Linked DNA regions of Callithrix jacchus: region 1 is linked to region 2. A link is a contact called in public Hi-C data. All regions are on one chromosome and are shown on one strand. The core of a region is the stretch at or near the end of the contact, and the rest is flanking DNA. Distances in the headings are between cores, read along the strand shown.

Region 1 (5,374 bases), core at 1,102-3,601, 47 kb after region 2:
AATAAAATAAAATTGTGTACGTCAATTACTCATCCTTATTTACTTCACAGAACACAAAACAGTCTGTATTCATCTTCTTTTTGTGTTTAAGAGCAGAGATACTTTGATTTCTACAGTGAACACAGCTGCCTACAGTCATTTTTAGCAAGTAAACAGCAGGACCTGGAAACCAGTCCAAGGAAATCTGACTGCAAGTTCGCGCACTGTCCTACCACCACTATTTTTTTTTTACAGATGATAGGAAAATTGCTTTGGGCTGGGAAATCAATTAAGAGGTGTGCCTTGCTGCTGTTTTGTATTCATTCATTATAAAGAAATTATACATACAGTTAATACTACAAAATATTTAATCCGAACTTATGCATACAGTTAATACTACAAAATATTTCATTCAAATGTCAAGAGCCAGTACACTGCCTATTAGAATCACAACTCAATTTGAAAAAACACTACATTTATGGTGTGTCTTATCCTAATACTTCAAATCTGTTGAGTAATTGGCATCTGCGCAATTATTTAGGCATAAAAGAAAATTAAGTCACATATACAAATAAGTTTTAGTAACAAGTTTATAATATTCTTTTATAAATTGTTTTGAATTTCACAACACATCATGCAGAAAACTTTTAAAACCAGCCATATGATATCATTTCGATAATGGTGCTCTTTTTTAATGAAAGATGACACACACACTCACTGCTGGGGTTAAACCACGTTCTTGCAGGTAAGTCACTTCACGTAAAATGCTAAGAGCGGCTAAAGCGGACCACTAACAACATTCCCTTTGTTGCCTTACCCACAGGATTTAATACTTACTGCTGAGTTCTCCATCCTCAGACACTCCTGTTCCTCTCATTCCTAGGTAAGTCAGTCCCAGTATTAGGAAAAATAAGCAGGCAGCGGTTAAGAGAAACATCGACAAGTAGTGGGCACTGAAACTCCCTGTTGGGGACACCTCCTCCCGTTTAAATTGCTGGAGAAGTTCCTCTTCTGGTTCAGAAAGCTTCGGTTTGTTGTATGTGTTTTTCAGGTAGGTATGATTGGAGCCCGTATGATTGGCGTGATTGATCCTGAGTGAACCAGAGGCAGCCACCGCCGCACTGGGAGGGAGACTGTTAGAATAAATCCTGGGGGAGTCCACATTGAAGGCCCCACCGCCAATATGATTATTGGTTTTCAGAAGGGAGCCTGTTGACGAATCCAAGGTTGAGTCCAGGTCAGTAAGTGGCGGGGGCAGGAGAGGGGTCAGTTTTTTAGCATTAACACGATATCTAGGAACTGGGCTGGAGTCCACTTGATCACACCCTCCTCCCTGCTCCGCGGCCGCCGCCTCTTCGAGGTTTCGGCTCCCGTCTAGACTCCCGGCAGCCGCCGCCCTGTCATTCATCGCGAGTCCTCCCCCTCCCTGAGCTGAAGTCTCCAGCCTGCCGCCGGCCGATTTAACAGTCAGCGGGGAGAGAGGCTTACTATGGGTCCGTCTGGGCCGATGCCGGGAAAGGGAGTCGTCCTTTAATACCTGTCTGGTGGAGGCCACGTCGTCGTCGTCCTCTTCCTCTGAGTCCGAATAGTTTTCCCGGCAGCTGTAGGGGACAAGCCGGCTGCCATTCACTGTCCGGCTGGCCCAGAGCGGCTCCTCGGCCTCCGGGTCCCTCTCTTCACCGTCCTCTCCCTCCCCTTCCTCGTCCTCCACTGCTCCATCTTTCCCCGCCGCAGTCTGCAGCTCGGGGCCCGCCGGCCTCCTGGCCCCCCACCACGAGTGGGGCTTCCTTCGCTCGGCCGAGTTGCTGTTAGTCACCTCGCTGGCGGCCAGGGACGCCGGTGGCGCTTTGAGCCCGCGGTACTGGAGCGAAGCCCGGTCTTTCCTCCCGCCGCCGCCGGCCTGGTCTTGGGGACTGGCCTCCACGTCCGACTCGTCCGAGCTGAAGCCCAGCAGCACTTTGCTGCCAGCCGCGGGGGCGGCGGAGGAGCCCCCGGGCCCTCCCAGGAGGCTTTCCGGGCCAGAGGCCGAGATTCGGCACAGGCCCCCAGGGGTCCGTAAGTAGGAGAGGTCGCCCGAGACCGGCCGGACCCCCATCCCCGCGGCCGCTGCCGCCGCTGATCCCGCGGCTGCGACCGTGGCGGCTGCCGTGTTATTGTTATTACTGTTCCGCGTCTTGTTGCCGCGGCCCCCCGACCGGTGCTGCTGCTGCTCTTCCTCTCGAAGCTTCTTCAGCTTCTTGAGGTAGACTGGGCGGGTGCTCTCCGTCACTGGTCCAGGAGACAGGCCGTAACGGCGGAGCTGAGAGAAAAGCTCCTCATCTGAGAGCTGCTGAGGCGCCGAAGCCGCTGCCGCCGCCATTTTCTCTCCAGGGTGTTTTACAAGCTCCGCGCTACCGGAAGTGACGCGCCGCCCTAGACCCTGAACTAGACCGCGCTGCGTCGCCCTCTCAGCGCCGTGGGTGTCTCGGCCAATCGGAGACGCGGGAGGAGCTCACCTGAGCGGGAAAGAGCCACCTGAGCAGTGAGCGGCTCCCACGGCAGAGACTGTGTCTACTCTCTCACCTTGAGGTGTCGGCGCATTCTCCCCCTCCTCTCCGTCCCGTCTCCGGCTGTTCTCCACCCTGCCCTTCCAAGTGCCATTCCCGGGAGCTGTCTCTTACTAAACCACACCTTGACCTCTCCATCCTAGGTTCCTGCCACTGGGCAGTAATAATTGAAATCTACCTTGAAGTTCATGGCATAAGTTTTCTTTACATCTGGATTCCCACTGCCGAGGGAGCCTAGACCGACTGAACGAAATTCTGCTGGCCAGACTAGATTGGCAGCTTTCCCGTCTGACTTCAGGTTGTCTATTTTCAGTTCGTCTTTCGCTTGACTTACAAAAATAAAAAAACAAAAATTAAGTGACTTTCTCTCGCTGCTCTTTTTGAGAAGCGTTTCCTCTCCTATTCCGAGAAAATACAGAGTACATCAATCACAATACAATTTTATTCTAGAGTAATGGCTGTTCGTTCATCAGTTAATTGGAAGACATTATCTTTCTTTTTCCTTTTTTGAAACCTAATGACTTTACTACGTCAGCATTTTTGAAAGTGAAAGAGCTTATCTGCTTCATTTTAAGACTCGAAGACATAACACATGACCCTATTTACTTACTTCTTAGCACCTTTCCAACCATAGTTATTATTTATTAATAAATATTTGTATTTGTTTATTTTCAAAATTATTTATTTTCCTATCCTTTTAGACTATAATAAGTTCCATGTGTGGAGGAACCTTGCTTCTGTTATTCATGATACTTGTAGAAGCTCAATAAATATTTGTTGAATGAATTAAAGAATTGCAAAGAGAGGATAGTATGAGATGAATATTTTGAAATGAGACCAGTGCCAAGTGAGGTGGAGAAACCTTCACACAAAGTCAAAAAAAAAAAAAAAAAAAAGACCTGGAAACCCAACTCTTCCATTTACGGAATAGGAAACGAATCCCAGAGAGTTGAAATGTGCCCAGTGTGGTAAAGCTCTCTTCCTATTTTCCCATTTCCCCAAACCTTGGCAGACAGACAATTCTTTAGTTCTTCAATCCTATTAGCTACAAAATGCTACAATAATGTTTTTTCTGTTGAATGAGTTATTTTACCTATTACATTACACCCCGTACAGAAAAAATGTTAGCCAAAAGCATAGATCAGGCTGGGTGCGGTGGCTCGTGCCAGTAATCGCAGCACTTTGGGAGGCAGGGGTAGGTGGATCACAAGGTCAGGAGTTTAAGACCGGCCTGGCCAACGTGGTGAAACCCTGTCTCTACTAAAAATACAAAAAAAAAAAAAAAAAAAAAAAAAAAGATAGCCAGGTGTGGTGGCAGGCACCTGTAATCCCAACTACTCGTGAGGCTGAGGCAGGAGAATCTCTTGAACCCAGGAAAGTGGAGGTTGCTATGAGCTGAGCTGAGATTGCGCCACTGCACTCTAGCCTAGGCAACAAGAGTGAGATTCCTTCTCGAAAAAAAAAAAAAAAGCACAGATACTAGCTTTTCTATATCCAGAATCAAACAGCAGAATAATACTAACCCTAATTTTTTACTTTTCCTAGCAAAAGCTTGCCATCTTCTCAAAAGAAAAAAAGCTTTTATGTGGAGGACAGTCACTTGTCCTTTAATCGTTGAGCCTTTAAGATTTACAAATGTTCTTGAATCTATTACTGTTATGCACTTATAAGAGAATTTTGCAAAGTAAATTATAGTGGCTATGATGATGACCCAGACTTTATTGCCGTAATTATCTGGGTGGGGACTAAAATTATTATAAACTTAGCGGACTTGTGTCTCCATGTAGCAGAGTGGTTAAGCTGTGAGGTTTGGAGTTAAATGAAACTAGATGTGGACCCAGCCCTGTCTCTTACTTTCATTCTTGGTTCAACATTTGCTTTATACCATACTGGCTTCTCTGATAGGAATCATAGCAGTCAGTGAACCTAGAGGTCATGAACATAGAGGTTTATGAACCTTTAAATGACCTCCTATAGAGACTGTTGAATCATTTATACTTCTGCCTGTGACTTTGGGCAAGTTAATTCATGCTTTCAAACTTTAGTTTCTGTACAAACAGAAGAGGGGTGATAAAACTTCCTCAGAAGGCTGTTTTAAGGAGTAAATTAGACTGTATCTGCATAATGCCTAGCACCATACCTAACACACAGTGTGCACTCAACAAATGTTAGTCAATATTATAAAGGTAAGCATTTTGTGCAGCCATTTCAGTAGCATGGCTTCTGAGAACTCTATGTAATAGCAATTAAAGGAAATGCTACTCCATAGACAAAAAATGGAAACGTTCAAACTTTGCATGAGGCATTACGTAATCCCAATTAAAAGTTAATGAAGATCAAGGGGCTTGGTAAACAGTCATTGGTCATTTCAGCCCTTTGGGTCAGCAACGTTTGGACCAGGAACCAAAGGTTTACAATTTCAAGTTGTGTGATTTAGGGCAAATCCTAGGCTCTCAGAACCTTAATTTATTATTTTTTAAAACGTGGATGGCTGGATGCTGAGAGTTCATTTCCTTAAAGAATGTCGTTTCTGGTTCGTTATTAGAAACAGTTGTATTTTTCCAGAGCAGTTCATTTGTTTTTGTTTTAATATTTACTGAAATGATATCCACATAACATTAATTGTTTTATTTTATTTTGTTTTTGAGACAAAGTCTGGCTCTGTCACCCAGGCTGGAGTGCAGTGGCGCCATCTCAGCTCACTGCAACCTCTGCCTCCTGGGTTCAAGCGATTCTCCTGCCTCAGCCTCTCGAGTAGCTGAGACTACAGGTGCATGCCACCATACCTGGCTAATTCTTATATTTTTAGTAGAGATAGGATTTTGCCATGTTGCCCAGGCTGGTCTCAA
Region 2 (4,939 bases), core at 659-3,158:
GATACCTACATAACCAACAAAAGAAAACCCATATTTGTATATTTAATCCAAGATTTTAGTTAATTCATTGCTTCCCTAATTCCCTAAACCTCAGGATTTTTGGTTACTATTAATGCAATAAAGAAATTTGATCAACTTTAAATATATAACATATAATATACATATATTACCTCTAATACAGAGAAAAAAAGCCTTGATTAAATACACATATATAAATACATATATAAAAATAAAAAATCACTCTGTATAGGCAAGAAAAACTTCTAAAGAAAAATATTCCACAAATATAACATTGGATTTGAAAAAATATTTCTGCTAATGACATGCAACATATACAAATAATTTTTTTAAAAACATTTTAGTGACTATAAAACTATTACCTGCAAGCTGTGCCAATCGATCATGAAGCTTATATAATGTGTTCATCATAAGATTTTTTTCACTTTCCTAAAATTAAAAGAAGTGATTATGAAATACCCAATTCCAAGAAAAAAAATACACCAAATAATTCTTATTCAAAAAACCAGTAAATTAAAAATCACAGAAGCTACATTATCTGAAAGACAAATTCATATTTAAATAATGGGTACCATATTTTTAAGAAACCTTAATCTAAGACTCTAAATTACCACTCTAAATATTTCACTTTCTGGAGAATGATTTAAAAATTGGCATAAGGTTAGTGGTAAAAAAAAGGTCTCACAGACAATAAACTCCATCAACCACCAAAGAAAAGTTCCCAATCCCCCTCTATACAATGCATGCTTATGTAAATTGTTCATATGAGACTGTTTTCTTCATCAAGGCTGCCCTTCATGTTTTGTTTTAATCTGACTCAACCACATAAAACTAAGGGAATGAGTTTTGGCACGCTGACTGATATTCAGTTCTCTCCTGGGTTCCCAAGGTGCCCCTGTATAAACATATGAACCATTTAAATGAAACAAACATTCAATAAACATCTACTAGGAGTTAAGAACTGTTCTCTCATCCAAGTGACAGACCCAGTGAACAAGATGGTTCCTGTTCTCAAGGGCAAAAAACATAGTAAATGTTATATAACAACTGCAGAATAATATAGAAGATTCTCTTCCTTCCTCCTTCTGTAAATACAGAAGGAGAAGGAGGAGGGAAGAGAATTTATGGAACAGAATATTTGAGTCCAATTTCAAAGGAAAAAGTAACAGATCAGCATTCTAGGCAAAAGGAAGACCCTGAGCAAGGGCACGAAGGCATGAAAGCATTGGTTATATTTCTTACATAACCAGTAGCCTAGTTTGATTCAGCAAACTATTAGAAAAGTAGTTAACTACCAGACAACCCTGGATAGCAAAACAGAGAGTTTGACTTCATTCTGAAAATTTAGCAGCAGAGTTAAATAGACTTGTGCATCAGAAATACTACCCAAACCAGAATGTAGAGGCTGGCCTGGAAGCAGAAATAATTGTATGAAAAGAGTTAACATAGAGAAGTATTGAAATGGTATACCCTAAGCACCTGCCAAATAGTCTAAAGCAACAAGACCTCCAATTTAAGAGCAATTACAATCAAGAAGGATCAATATAAATGATGGAGGAGGGTAGGCTGCGGAGGGGGTAATAACTTATCATACTATCTAAAATAAATTCATGATTCATCAGGGGGCTCCATCTTTATTATTTTTTTTCTTCCTCAAGTTTCCAACAAAACAGAATTACTGGATGAATAGGATCATGGAGCAAATTGAAGCAAGATATAAAAGGCTAGAAAAGTAACACTTTATACGTCTAATAACATGCAACCTCATCCATTTATTTTGTGCTGTATGTTCAGGGACAGAAGAGAACAAGTTTGCACACTATGGGTGGCATGCTTTGGTCACTGCAGCTTTAACCAGTGACACTAAGAAGAAAACTCAGCAAAAGCGCCAAGATCCTAACACCAGAGTCCCTAGTTTTATGTCAGATGGTTGACTGAGATAAGTTAGTTATTCCTTCAGTTTACTACTTGCCTTCCTATATATACATTTTTGCTTCAACTTTATCTCAATCAGATTCTGAATCAAGCCAGTCCTTATCTTCACATAAAATCAAAAATTCAAACTGCAAAAATCAGACATCAAAAAGTAAAAGCAGGGTCTGAAACTCAGGTTTCTAAAGCCTAAGCATTTGTGATACATTAAACCATGAAATCATTTGTAATAAATATCTTCAACATAACAGGATGAGTAGGTGTTCCATTAATAGTGTAGTTTATGGATGTGACACATAAAACCAAGGTGAATCTAGTTAAGCTTTGGGATTAAAGCAACTGAAAGTTTTGTGTTTCTTTCCTCTAATCTGGATAAGAGACTGATTTCCTTTTTGTTTTATATGTCCTATCATGCTCTTCCTCACTTCCCTTTCAAAATTTAAACATTTGGCATCTGTCCTCTGTGATTACATCTTTAATAAACTTAAGAGGGACCTAGAAATAAACTTCAGTTTTTGACTCACAGATATTAAACACTGGACTAGTTAAGTAGAATTAACAAAACTTAACCAGATAGAACTGATCTCATACTGGATGACGTTCATATTGTCACATTCTCATACAAATAACTTAAGAACTCAGAAAGCTCAACTATAGATTTTTACAAGAATTATCTTTCCAATGAAAATTTATTTAAGATCGGGTAAGGGGGCCCACACCTGTAATCCCAACACTTTGGGAAGCTGAGGCAGGAGGACTGCTTGAGCTCAGGAATTTAAGACCAGCCTGGGCAATGTGGCAAAACCTTGTCTCCACAAAAAATACAAAAATCAGCCAAGTGTGGTGGTGCACACCTGTAGTCCCAGTTCCTTGGGAGACTGAGGTGAGGATCACTTGAGCCCAGGAGGTTGAGGCCGCAGTGACTCGTGATCACGCCACTGCACTCCAGCCTGGGTGATGAAATGAGACCTTGTCTCAAAAAAAAAAAAGAAGAAGAAACAGAATTTAAATGACCATCTATATACCAGAAGGGCCTCAACTGCTACCTAAATGGCTGACTAAATTATAATCTAAGTAGGTATTTATGATATATACTATTTACTTTATCTATCTATCTATCTATCTATCTATCTATCTATATTTACAGTCTTGCTCTGTCACCCAGGCTGTAGTAGGGTGCAGTGGCATGATGATATATGTTGTTAAGTGAATGAATACACTTTGAGAAAGAAATAGAAAGGTTTTGGTTCAATTATCTTTAGTACCAGTACACTAAACTAGCAGTAAATCTGAGAAGTATGTAAATCAACTTTTACGATTACTTACTGGTTTACAGTTTGATTATACCCTTCTTCCATTTTGACTGCTTTTCAGATTGTCTCCTAATATTGCAGCTTAATATCTAACTATGGGCTTCCCTAAGCATTCTGCAAATTAGTTAGAGTTTCACAAGTAAATACATAAAATAAGCTTTCAAATAATCTTTCATTAAATAAAGGCAATTTTATTATTTGAATTAGCAACTTTCTAATTCTGTGTTTTAGTAAGGCCCAGATTATTGTTTTTCATTTTGGAGGGAAAAAAATCTATAAGGTGACTCTATCCAATTTTCTCATATATTGTCACCATTAAATATTTCCCTCTTCAATCCTCAGCCAATTTTCTCTTCAAGGATATTTTCAACTGTCTGTATTATGCCTTTGATTAAATTATAATGAATTTTAACACTTGTGGTACGGTTTGGCTCTGTGTCCCCACCCAAATCTTGAATTTAATAAACCTCACATGTCATGGGAGGTAACTGAATCATGAGGTGGGTTTTTTTTCCTCCATGCTACTCCCATGAAGGGATAGTCAATAAGTCTCATGAGAGCTGATGGTTTTATAAAGGGGAGCTGCCCTGCATATGCTCTTTTGTCTGCCACCATGTAAGACATGACTTTCACCTTCTGCCATGATTGTGAGGCCTCCCCAGTCATGTGGAACTGTGAGTCAGTTAAACCTCTTTCCTTTACCCAATCTTGGTATGTCTTTATTAGCAGCGTAAGAACAGACTAATACAACTTGGCATGGGGCCTTGTACAGAATGAACATTTAATATAAGTAAACAACCATTATCTTAATTATAATTATTACTATTATTCAGAAGTTCAGAACTTCAGTTTCCTCCATGGGAAAAATTAAGCAGAAGAAAACAGTCTTCTATTTCCAATGTTCAGGATATATATATACATACATATATACCAAATTTAAATTATGACACTGTAGCAGTGTTATACTTAATAATGCAACTGAATAAGTCAACTTTGTTTTAAACAAATATCACCACAACAGAATATTACTAATCATTTCAGAGTTCCACTTTAACAATAGAAAGTAATATTCTATGGATGTGATTACACATTATTACACATCCTTCAGTACAACAAATAATGTTTTCTATACAGGTCTATATAACAGTTCCTATAATAAATAAACAACTAATTACAAGCTTAAACATCATCATCTCCGACATCCCTGCAATGATGGGTAAGTGAAAAATATCTTTATATAAGTAAAATTTAGGTTAAAATTAGTATTATAGCACTCTTTAAAACAAAAGAAATAGTCTGAAGGATATGCTTCCTTTCTAAGTCCTTTGAATGGTCAAATAGGCATTCCAATATGGAGAAGATCCAAAGAGGTAAAATGAGGGCAAAACGGACAAAAACTCTAAGGTATCCAACAACTAAAGGGAACAGGCATACTTTTATGTGTAAGATCAGATCCATTGATGATATGCCACTCTCATTTTACTTGGCAGCTGTCTTTTACAGTAAAGTGATGAACACTTCAGCTCTTAGGATAAAATCTGTGTCAGATTTAATTATACTACAGTTAGGGAATACTCAGAATAAGAAAACCTGTTGTTTTATACTAAAATAACCTTAAAATTAATATTTTTTTAGTTGATAGTCATCCTATACTTCCATCATATAAAACATGACAC

What was found. Hi-C and Micro-C count contacts between places; a contact is called where the count stands out from the background.
Region 1: a contact with region 2 is called in a Hi-C map of skeletal muscle, with 2.3 times the contacts expected there. The contact joins the promoter of LEMD3 here to the enhancer-like site in region 2. A contact is called at or near these places in 2 of 3 Hi-C or Micro-C datasets (both in skeletal muscle).

The regions. Positions count from the first base shown.
Region 1 is chr9:54,092,765-54,098,138 of calJac240_pri, forward strand. LEMD3 (LEM domain containing 3) reads right to left here and starts at 2,352. Exons shown (of 14, transcript XM_054238317.2): 1 at 817-2,352. The coding sequence starts at 2,338. It overlaps LOC144577592 (a long non-coding RNA gene), which reads left to right and starts at 2,384. Exons shown (of 2, transcript XR_013521774.1): 1 at 2,384-2,547; 2 at 2,669-2,878.
Region 2 is chr9:54,045,998-54,050,936 of calJac240_pri, forward strand. LEMD3 (LEM domain containing 3) reads right to left here. Exons shown (of 14, transcript XM_054238317.2): 4 at 381-447. Among named protein-coding and RNA genes, the nearest start is that of LEMD3, 47 kb to the right of the region's middle. Within about 2 kb of position 1,909, at least 1 of the 16 cell types and tissues checked has an H3K27ac peak or open chromatin away from gene starts, as enhancers often do. A contact at or near this core is called in skeletal muscle, where this site is marked.